Linked DNA regions of Zea mays: region 2 is linked to region 1. A link is a contact called in public Hi-C data. All regions are on one chromosome and are shown on one strand. The core of a region is the stretch at or near the end of the contact, and the rest is flanking DNA. Distances in the headings are between cores, read along the strand shown. Region 1 holds the start of LOC100285099 (PHD-finger family protein). Region 2 holds the start of LOC100284960 (nodulation receptor kinase).

Region 1 (5,186 bases), core at 1,056-3,555:
TGTTATATTAGTGAACATTAGAATTGAAAAGGAATTTTGTACCATGTGTTTTGTCTATCTTGAGTAGCTTCAACTCACGAATGGCCAAAGAAGAAATCTCACTTTTTGCAATTTTACAGGTTGACCTGGATCTTTTGGATCTTTGATCACTGCATCTTTCCGAACTGTGTTTTCTCTTGCGCTCATGCTGGTCCAGACTAGAACTTTTCGTAACTTCAATGGTTGCTGCAATATCTTCAGCACAAACAGCTGAAGGTTCCTCAGGGTTTACCGGCATAGTGGATTGGCTCCCAGATCCAACACTAGATCCTAATTGTAGGGATGAAGTCACAGCTGACTGGCCAGATGATGAACCATACTTTAGTGGATGCAGCATGTCTGATACGAGTTTTTCTGGTCTGTGTGTATTAAAGGTAGATACTAATGCTTGGTCAACATGTTGAATGTGGGTCGATGATGCAACTTTGCCACTAAAGCTTTCCTGATTTATTCGATTCTGGGAAGAAACCATCCTCTCATGATCCAAGGCACGACTGTTCTCAGGCAAGCTATGGCATCCTCTGGAGTTATTCGTGGGCAGCGTATGTTCCACTTTTGTAACATGACCACAGATTGAATAATTTTGTTGACAAGACTTACTACGCAGATTCCCGTTCTTGTGTCCCACAATTGTATCAATTGGACTGTAAGAAGTCGATCTGTTACCCATGGAAAATGGGGGACAGCAGTTAATGGAGGCAGGTGTCTTAGATGTCTTCCTCCCACCAGATGATTTAGCCATCTCCAACCTTTTCCATGCCTTACGGGCATCACGGGTGTCCTTTTGCAAGACTTTTTTACTATGGCCCAGTGAGGTATTAGTTTCCTCAGAGAAGGGCATTGGCAGCGGAACAGAAGCTGCAGCGGCGCCATTTCGGGAACTGAGAGTTACAGGCTCTGCATAACGTTGATGCTCAGTAGCAACAGAAGCAGAACCAGCCATATCCTTCCTTCTTCTGACAGGCATATGCGGAGCAAACCCCACAGAACCAGCACGCAGAGCAGCCCAGTTCTCTCGCAGCTCTCTTATGCGCTTATCAAGATTGCGGGAATTGCGTAATGTTCTAGCTCTCTCAACCTCAAGACGAATGTGAGCATGATAGGCTGCAAGACCATTGTCTCGTCCCTGGGTCGATCTGGGACACTGAGATCCAGCTGAAGTACCCTGGGATCCAATATCCTCAGCAATCCTCCTCCTAAAGATCCCTGCACTGGTAGCAAAATCATCACCCACAATTTCATAAATGGAAGGAACCGGGTCATCCGTCGAACCGCCACCACTCCGCGCATATGGCCTTTCCAGATCATGGTCCTCATCCACAACACCAGAAATCGAGGGGGCTGGAACTGGCTCAGCTCCAGGAACATCCATGCTGATCTCAAATTCACCCTGATTCTCAGCCTGCCATCTCAATTGATCATCTCTGATCGTCCCGCAGTCTTTGCAGAACCAGTCCCCCTCTGGCACGGTGGTCCCCAGCCCGACACAGTAAGTGTGTGCAGCTGAGTCGCAGAGCTCGCAGAGTAGCAGCAGCTCGTCATCGCTGGAGCTGCTGCAAACGGTGCATATGGTGTTCACGTAAGGATCTCCGCCCACTATGCTGCTCCCGTTGCCCTGAGGATGGTGTACCTGCACAGCCAACACAGCACGTCAGTGTGCTGTCCCGCGGAGAATTCATGGCGTCCTCAGTCCTCACATGTCACATCATATATTGGCAGGGGAGCAGAATAGAACGCACTACGGAGTAATCAATGGCAAATTTGCTGGAATTCTCAGTCATGGACATGAGGATTTCTACTACACAGGCGCGGGCGCGAAGCTAAGGTGATCTGGTAGGTCCAGGGATTACATTAGATTAGTTCGTGTACGAAGCAATTACCTGGTTGCGCTCTTGGATCGAGACGATTCGCTCGTCGGGGAACCGGCCGGCGACGGGCGGGCGGCGGATGGTGTGGAAGCGGGCCCTGCAGAAGGGACAGCGGGACTCGACGCGGCCCCAAGCCATGATGCAGACAAAGCAAAAGAAATGGGCGCAGCAGTCGAGCTCGCCGCGGATGGCCCGCCGGCCGTCGAGATAGCAGATGCCGCACATCTTCTCCGCGCCCTCCGCCTCGTCCTCCTCCTCCTCGTCCATCTTGCCCTTGCCTTTGGATGACTCGGACGGCGGAAGTGCCGAGGAGTCGATGTCGGCGAGGGCAGCCATGAGGGATGTGGTGGTGGGTCGGGCGCGTCGGAGCGGAGAGAGACCATGGGCTAGTCGGTCATAACTATTTGGGCTCAACCAAAGAAATATATATTATGGACTTGTTTGTTCGGCTTTTTTTATAAGCTTTTCTAAAAAGTTGGCTGTGAAGAAAAGTTGGCTGTGGGGAGAAGCTGGTGGTTAGAATCTGGATGTTTGGATACGCAGATTATGAGATTGTAGATTCTGAATAAAAAAAGGAAACAGATAAATACGTTTGGTTCGGCTTTTTTAGGTGTTTGACCGATCAGATTATTAGATATCAGAGCACTAACTTATAATGTAGTTAACACTTTACGATATATGAAAATACTTTAACTCAATTTAATACATTACAGTACAACACGTCCTTCAATTGATACACCTTCAGTTGATACAATTCTAATATGAAACATTTTTACTTCCATAATTATTCAAAAAACGCCATACAAAAACTAAATTATTACGTAATTTTATAAATAACGATGCATGCAACCTCGTAATTATCAATGATCATCTACTATATGTCAATTATCACGCTAATGATGTTTACAAAACAAAACAAAGAAATTATGAATATGAATAATTAAACCCAAGTGCAGAGCTCTTGCGTTGCGGTGGGTGGTGGAGGGAGTTCGAACGTCCAGCGTCGGCCTAAAGCGACTTGCTTGCCGCTTCTCACGGGCGCAGAGATAACGGCTTCGGTAGAAAGCGCTTGCACGAGAAGCCCGTTAAAATCTAGGCGTTTGGTTCAGCTTCTAGCTTCTGGCGGCCAGAAGCCCCCCAGAAGCTGAACCAAACAGGGGCTATATCAATCTTGGGATTCTCCGGCACACACAAGATGTTCACGCAGGAAAAACCAGAACCGTGCGATACTGCTGCAACGATGGATTGTGCGTTTCTCTAGAGTTTTCTCGGGAATTTTTCACCGATGCTCGCTCTCTTCAAAAATATGTGTATCTGTGTGGTTCTCCGCAGCGCACAGAGGAACAATCTTCGATCTATACTATACAAATCTTGGGATTCTCGGACAGACAAGATGGCCATGTAGTTTGAAAAACCAGAACCGTACAATGCTGCCGCAAAGGTGGATTGTGCGTTTCTCCGGAGTTTTCTCAGGATTTTTTCACTGGTGCTCGCTCTCTTCTTAAAAAATGTCTGCATCAGCGTGGTTCTCCGCAGCGCACAAAGGAACAGTCTTCGATTCCTTCCGCAAGAACATTGCGCCTTGCATCTAGCAACCAACTTCCAGAGATCCTTCACAGGTATGAATCACTTTCTACACTTGTCTCTCTAAATCTAGTCAACATCGACTCTCTATTTCCGAAGTTGGCGAAATCTCACACCCCGACATCTTTAGATCAACCACATACTCTGATCCTCCCCATATCCCGCTTGCTCTCATGATAGAAGATTACTGTGGGCTGGCCCATATTAGGGTTTCAAGCATGTAATAGATCCAGGAGATTAAGGCCAGCTCATGGGTCTATAAATACTTGTAATCACTATCAGAGAAGGCATGAAATAAAACTGAACCAAAACTACCACCAGATTTGAACTTATCTGTGAGCGCCTTGGAGGAGTCTCTTCTCTAGGAACGGCGACATATCACGCCTCGGGTGCTCGCTGACGACCACGAGACACCGCTGATACGCTTCTTCCGGCGTGGACGCTGACCAGGCTTCGTCAACCCTTACACCTGGTATCAAAGCTCTTGTCCCTCGGGTGGGACAAGTGATCACAGTGAAGTAGAGGTGATTCTAGGAAGAAGAGGAGGTGATCACCATGGTGCCGTCTATTAAGCCATCTGTGCAGACTAGGATAGTTTTAGAGGAGATGGCGATGGAGACTAACCAAGGAGAAGAAAGGTGGGAGAAGACGATGGCCACGTTGGAGAGGTTGACGGTGAAAGTGGACGCTGTTGGGGACTTGTTCTCAAATGCTATGAGTTAAGAACAAGGCTACACAAAATGTTAAAGGTTAATGCCCTTCGTCCTTCGAAGCATTATCTCCCTTAGGATAGAATGATCTTCAGACGAAGGTCATGAAGGACGTACCTTCATCATCGCAGTTTATATTAATGAAAGAAGAAACATATGAAACATGAGAAGTAACATAAATAATCATATGACATTATTTATATATCTTTATTATATCATCATGAATAAACATAAACAATACTGAATTACATTTGTACCTTCGGCTTAACAGAAGGCAAAAGTCCAAGAATGACGCACGAGGGAATACAAGTCAGCATGAACAGTACGGGGGTACTGTTCATCTATTTATAGGCACATGGTGCAGCCTGTGTAAAATTACATTCATGCCCTTTATGTTTACTATTAACGTAAGGACAATCCAACGAGGACTAGATAGCCTTTTCCCCTTTAAGTCGGTTCCTTTTCCTGCCGCTGAGCCGAAGCTCCCTTGCGCGTAGCTTCGGAGCCACATCATCCTTCGTCTCGACCATGCTTTTCATATTGTGTATAGTTTCATTCCGAGTCCGAAAGTACCTGTACATATATTACACTTGGGAAACATTGTTAAATCATGTTTTTGAGGACCTTCGGAAGACGAAGGCCCCCAATAGTAGCGCCTCGCAGTATTAATTTGTTATAACAATAAATTCAGACTGCGACATGAACGAAGGCCTTAAGCCGAAGGTCCGAAAAAAACACCTTCCCTTTGCTAGAATAGCAATAGTCAATGACATATGGGGTCCACCAAGTTGCAAAACACTTGGGCGTATAAATATGAACCCACACCGGCAACATTTGATACGCCATTTCTACCACTTGCGTTATTTTCTCAAACTTTTTAGCTCTTGCTCACTAGCTCTCGCCTGATTTTCAAGCTTTTCGAGCTTTGGTTTAAAGACGTGTTTTCACCATGTCTGGGGAAAAGATGACTGAGGAAAAGATGACT
Region 2 (5,186 bases), core at 1,246-3,745, 140 kb before region 1:
GGTCTTCCAGCAGAGATGTCATCTTGGGAAGACTATACAGTGCTGAAAGATCGATTTCCTGATGCCATCATCTGGAGTCCAGATGCTGCTCGAGGGGGGGAAAATGTCATGACCCAGGGTGCGTGACAGGATTGGAGATTAACAGAAGATAAGTGTGGTGATTTGATTTGTTGTTGGGCCATATACGGCCTTGTAACTAGTGATTGGCCCAAGATTAGGCTGTATAAATACTGAACTGAAACTAGAAGAAAAGGGAAGAAAGAAAAATACAGAAACATTTCTACCGTCTACCTCTGCTTCTCTCCTGTCTCCTTCCCGCTTCTGCTTCCTCGCGCTGCCTTCCTTCTATTCTTCTTCCTTATTTCCGAGATCGCCAGAGCCTTCTCGCCACGGACATCACAGAATTATTCACTAAGGACTAGTTTGGGAGCTCGAAAACCGGAGAGGATTGGAGTGCTAAATTCTCAATTGAATAAAAAAGGGTCTAACCCCTCCAATCCCCTCCGATTTTATGGATCCCAAACTAGCCCTTGGCAACCTCATTTTTCCAAGAGATTTCTATTTTTCTAAGGAAAATTAGTTCATTTTCCCTTAAAAAACGTGACTCCCTTGAAAAAATTGAGTTTCCAATTTGGAAACCCCATTTTCCTAAGGAATTTCATTTTTCTAAGGTTAGTTCATTTTCCCTTGGTAAGAGCTAGTTTGAGAACTCATTTTTTCAAGGGTTTTTCATTTTCCTAAGGGAAATTAGTTCATTTTTCCCTTTCAAAATTAGAAATCCCATAGGAAAATGGGGGTGCCAAACTAGCCCTAAAATAGGAATCCCTCGGGAAATGGGACCCTAAGGCTAGTTTGGGAAGGTAAAATGAGCTAATTTCCCAAACTATCCATAAGGTACAAATAATCTATATGATTCGCTGAATGAAGTGCAGGCGTCCTAGCAAATCCATCTCGACCAATACAGATAAGTTGCTTAGAACAAAAACCGAAAACTGGTGCACCCGAAAAAGATTACAATACCTCAGTCTGGAACTCTCTTTCCCCTTGCCTTGAATCACTCGCGAGCACCTTTACAGCTACCACTTCACCAGTGGCCATTACAGCTTTGTACACAGGGCCGAACGATCCTTGCCCAAGAATTGTGGTAAAGTTGCTGGTAGCCTTCTGCAGATCCCTGAGCAGCAACCACCAGTAACATGATGGAACAATTCAGAAAATGATATTTACACCTGATGATCTGATCATATATAAGTGACAACTCCACAGAATCACAGCCATGGACCCAACTAAAGGCAGTAATTTCACAGCTCACACAGCACAGAACAGTTCAACTGAACTGAGACAAGATTGAGGAAAAAATTCCGTGTTCCAGATATATAAATGGAGTAGAAGCGCAGAACGTACTTGTAATGGTATTTTGGGATCCCGGAGACGGACAGCGGTGGCGGCTCCCTGCCGTTGTGGCCGGCGCCGCCTCTCCAGGCCCAGAACGCGGCGCGTTTGTGCGGTGGCGGGTGGCCCCAGTCGGCGGCGCTCTCGGAGACCACCGAGACGGAGACGCTGGAGTCGAGGCTGGCGCGACCGGCGCCGCCGGCCCGCAGCGTCGCCGAGGGCGACTCCGGGGAGCGCGTCCGTGCGGCGACGCTGGCCCGCCGGCGGTAGAGCCAGACGGCCAGAAGCACGCCCGCCGCCGCGACCAGCGCGGCCGCGACGCCGGCGGTGACCCCGATGAGCACGGCCCTGCTCCTATCGACCATCCCCGCTGCGCCTCCCCGGCGAAGCAACGACCATGCCGTGTGAGAGGTCACGCCCGGGAGCAGGAACCTTCTAGCCGCCTTCTCCTGCTCGTGCTCGTGCTCCTGCTCGTGCCATGGGGGAACGCGTCAGGAAGCAACCTTTGCGCTCGGATTTGTCAAGCAGCAGTAATCCTGCACAGCAACTACGCGGTAAAACTGCGGAATTGCGCATGAAAAAGAAAAAGCAGGCATCTAAAGTTTGGCAGCACAGTGCGCTCCGTACCTCCACAGCCGGAAAAATCCTGCTCGTCGATGCTGATCCCAGGAACCGACGATGGGTCGAAGAGGAGAGCAAGGCGAGATTGACTGAGTCTCCTCTTCGATCGTGGCGTTGAGTAGGAAGAGGAGGAGGAATGGGTTCACCGGTTCAGAGAAGACTGGCGCGTGGAAAAAAGATAGGAGTCTTGCTCTACTCTTGTTTCTGGTCCCAACCCGCTCTCCGCGCGACGCAAGTAGTAGGCAGCTCTAATATCTGGCTTGGAAGCAACTGGTGCAGATATCCATGGCGAGGCTTGCTCGCGAGACCGAGAAAGGAGAAAATTGATTTCTGTGTCAACCTCTACCTCACCCTTCTTCCTTGGCGTCTGGATCCTGATCGTTAGACGGGAGCAGTTGGTGACCGTGTTGTCGACTGTCGAGACCCTGTCAATTGCCATGTGCACAGGAGTCGTGCGTGTGCATGTACTATGGATGGCAGTGGGTAAGGTACCGAGTGGACACACGAAACCATATCCATATCCATCAGGAAAAAATTGACTCATACCTATACCCACTACTCATCATGGATACAAAATTACGCCATACTCATACCTACCATGTGTAGCGGGTACCCATACCCATTAACATTACGATAGACATGATCATTTGAATCGCAATAATAAGTATCAGCATAACAAATGTATTTAACCCAACATAATTGTATCACAGGTTCAACAATATTCAATATTAAATGGCAACATCATGCCTTCAAATCACACAAAACATATTATTGATTCTTACGGTTAGCAAATAGCGAGAGCAAATTTATTTTATATGAGACATATAAATTCGGACCCACGTGTCATATATTAGGGCTTGTTCGTTTTGCTCTCCATCCATGTGGATTGGATAGGATTGGATAGGTTTCAATCCCAAATAAATCAAAATCTTTCATAATGTTTTCCAATCCCATCCAATCCACATGGGATAGGAATAACCGAACAAGCCCTTAGCGGGTTCTCCATCGGGTAGCGGGTATGGGGCAACAGAGAACATACCCACGCCCACCGTACCCGATGGACATAACAAATGACCCAATAAAATACTCATGAGTATCAAAATCCACCCTACCGTGCCCTAATAGGGTTTTTACCCATCGGGTTTCGGGTACCCATTGACATCCCTAGCATGTACTGATACAGTGATACACCCCCTCGTGATCATGTTGCTGTGCGGTGCGCGGCTGTGGCTGGGACTCCATGAGGCTATCTCTGATAGCTTGTTCATTTTTATATACCTATATTTAAACTCTATTTTTCAAACAATATAGTCTAAAGTACAGAACATGGTAAAATAATGATTTTGAGTAAATTTTTAATAGACTGACGGCCTGAAAAGCACGGCAGTCGTCCACTCTGGTAGGGTCACCATTTCCTCTGTCTCACCACCGTCTCCCCTGTGACCCTGTCCCGTAGCTTGATCTGCCTCCGTCTATAAAATTTCGTTATAAGAGATAGAGAAAAAAAAAGCAAGAATCAAGTGTTGGGCTAACAATTTGTTGGCTAAAAATTGGTAGTGAATTAGACCATGTTTAAATATACTAGAGTTAACAATTTGCTGTTAAAACTAACTGCATACTCCAAATTAGCTAATAGTTAGTTGGCTATTTATTAGCTATCTAATTTCAGTAGCAATTTTTTAACCAACTAACTATTAGCTCTGGTGTGATCAAATATTCCTATAGCCACCTAATAAATAACTAGTTAAATATTAGTTAATTTGCTAAAATTATATAATAGTTGAACTATTAGATAGACTGTTTTGATGTCTAACTTTTAGCTCTAGTGTATTTAAACATGACGTAACTTTTATGTTATAAAATGGTTAAAAAAAACATTTGCTCACTTACAATTTTGCTTGTTTTGACCGCGAGTTTCCCCCCTCCACCCATGCATTTTCCCTGTAAAATAGAACTGCTTCCTATAGATTCTGGATTCGAAACAGACGTGATTTGTGTAAGGTTGGTTTTGAATGTGTATTGATCTCGGCAGTTAGTTACGCTAAGCATTTTTGTAGGTACTGTTTACTAGGTTGGATGTTTTCTCTCTGTTTTTTGGGGTCCTTTTTCTTTTTGACCGTGAGTTTTCCCCATCCACCCATACATTTCCCCTGTAAAATAGAACTGCTTAATCCACTAGCCATTTATGTAGACGTTTTTTCTAGTGAAACAGGTAAACAACAATGATAGGGTAGCCCCATGGCTACACACATTCTTTTCTATACTATACTTAAAGCACCAGTTTTGATGGTCGTCGTGCGTCAGTATTTTGCAAAAAAACCCTCGCTTCCCTTTTAATCAACCCGCGCTACCTAGTCGTCGTTCGCCCCCCGTCATCCTTGGCCGGATCCGCAATCGTCGCGAGCCCCCAGCACCCCCGTCATCCTTGGCCGGATCCGCAATCGTCGCGAGCCCCAACCACCACCGTCATCCTTGGCCGGATCCGCAATCGTCGTGAGCCCCCAGCAAGTATATGTACCTCCTCCCAACCTCATATATGTCGGTGGCGGCGGAGCAGAAGGCGAAGGATGCCGGGACCAGAGAGCGGGGGCAACGGTGTCGAGGGATGACAACGTCTTCTCGCTCCCGCTCGCCTTCCTGCTAGTGCTCCTGCTCATCAAGGACGATCACCACCTAACCACCACAACATCCGCCGAGTCAGGTTCGACGGCATCCCCTCGGCCGCGGCCGCGGCGACGGCACGGAGGAGGCAGCCTAGCTCATCCTCCCGCAAGGTGTTGTAAGAGCTAACGTCAGGCACCCTGAAGAGCTTGGTGGCGCAGATCCTACGCATCTGCCACCACCCATCGTCCTACGACACGAAGGTGACGCCCTCCGCGCCATGGTCACCTTCCTTCCCCACGCGACGCAACAACTGCAACCTCCCGTCCACAGCGCCCCTGCCCCCCACTCAACCGCACCCATTCCCACTCGTGGTCGTCCCGCAGCATGTCCCTGCCACCCCCAACACGGAAAAAGCCCCTGCCGCCGTTGGGGCCGTCGTCGTGCCGACAGATGAGGACATCCAGGTGATGCTTCATAAACCCTCCAGTGGAGGAGGAGGACGAGACTGTGGTGGCCAGCGAGAATGGGGCCACCGACATGTAAGACATTGATTCGAGAGCCCATTTGGG

Evidence for each region. Hi-C and Micro-C count contacts between places; a contact is called where the count stands out from the background.
Region 2: a Hi-C map of ear shows a contact between it and region 1, with 4 times the contacts expected there. The contact joins the promoter of LOC100284960 here to the promoter of LOC100285099 in region 1. A contact is called at or near these places in 7 of 25 Hi-C or Micro-C datasets (ear, endosperm, leaf and 2 more).

Annotation. Positions count from the first base shown.
Region 1 is chr9:39,158,326-39,163,511 of Zm-B73-REFERENCE-NAM-5.0, reverse strand. It overlaps LOC100285099 (PHD-finger family protein), which reads right to left and starts at 2,305. Exons shown (of 3, transcript NM_001157994.2): 1 at 1,920-2,305; 2 at 43-1,669. The coding sequence starts at 2,243.
Region 2 is chr9:39,299,865-39,305,050 of Zm-B73-REFERENCE-NAM-5.0, reverse strand. It overlaps LOC100284960 (nodulation receptor kinase), which reads right to left and starts at 2,495. Exons shown (of 8, transcript NM_001157855.2): 1 at 2,020-2,495; 2 at 1,405-1,928; 3 at 1,021-1,174. The coding sequence starts at 1,757.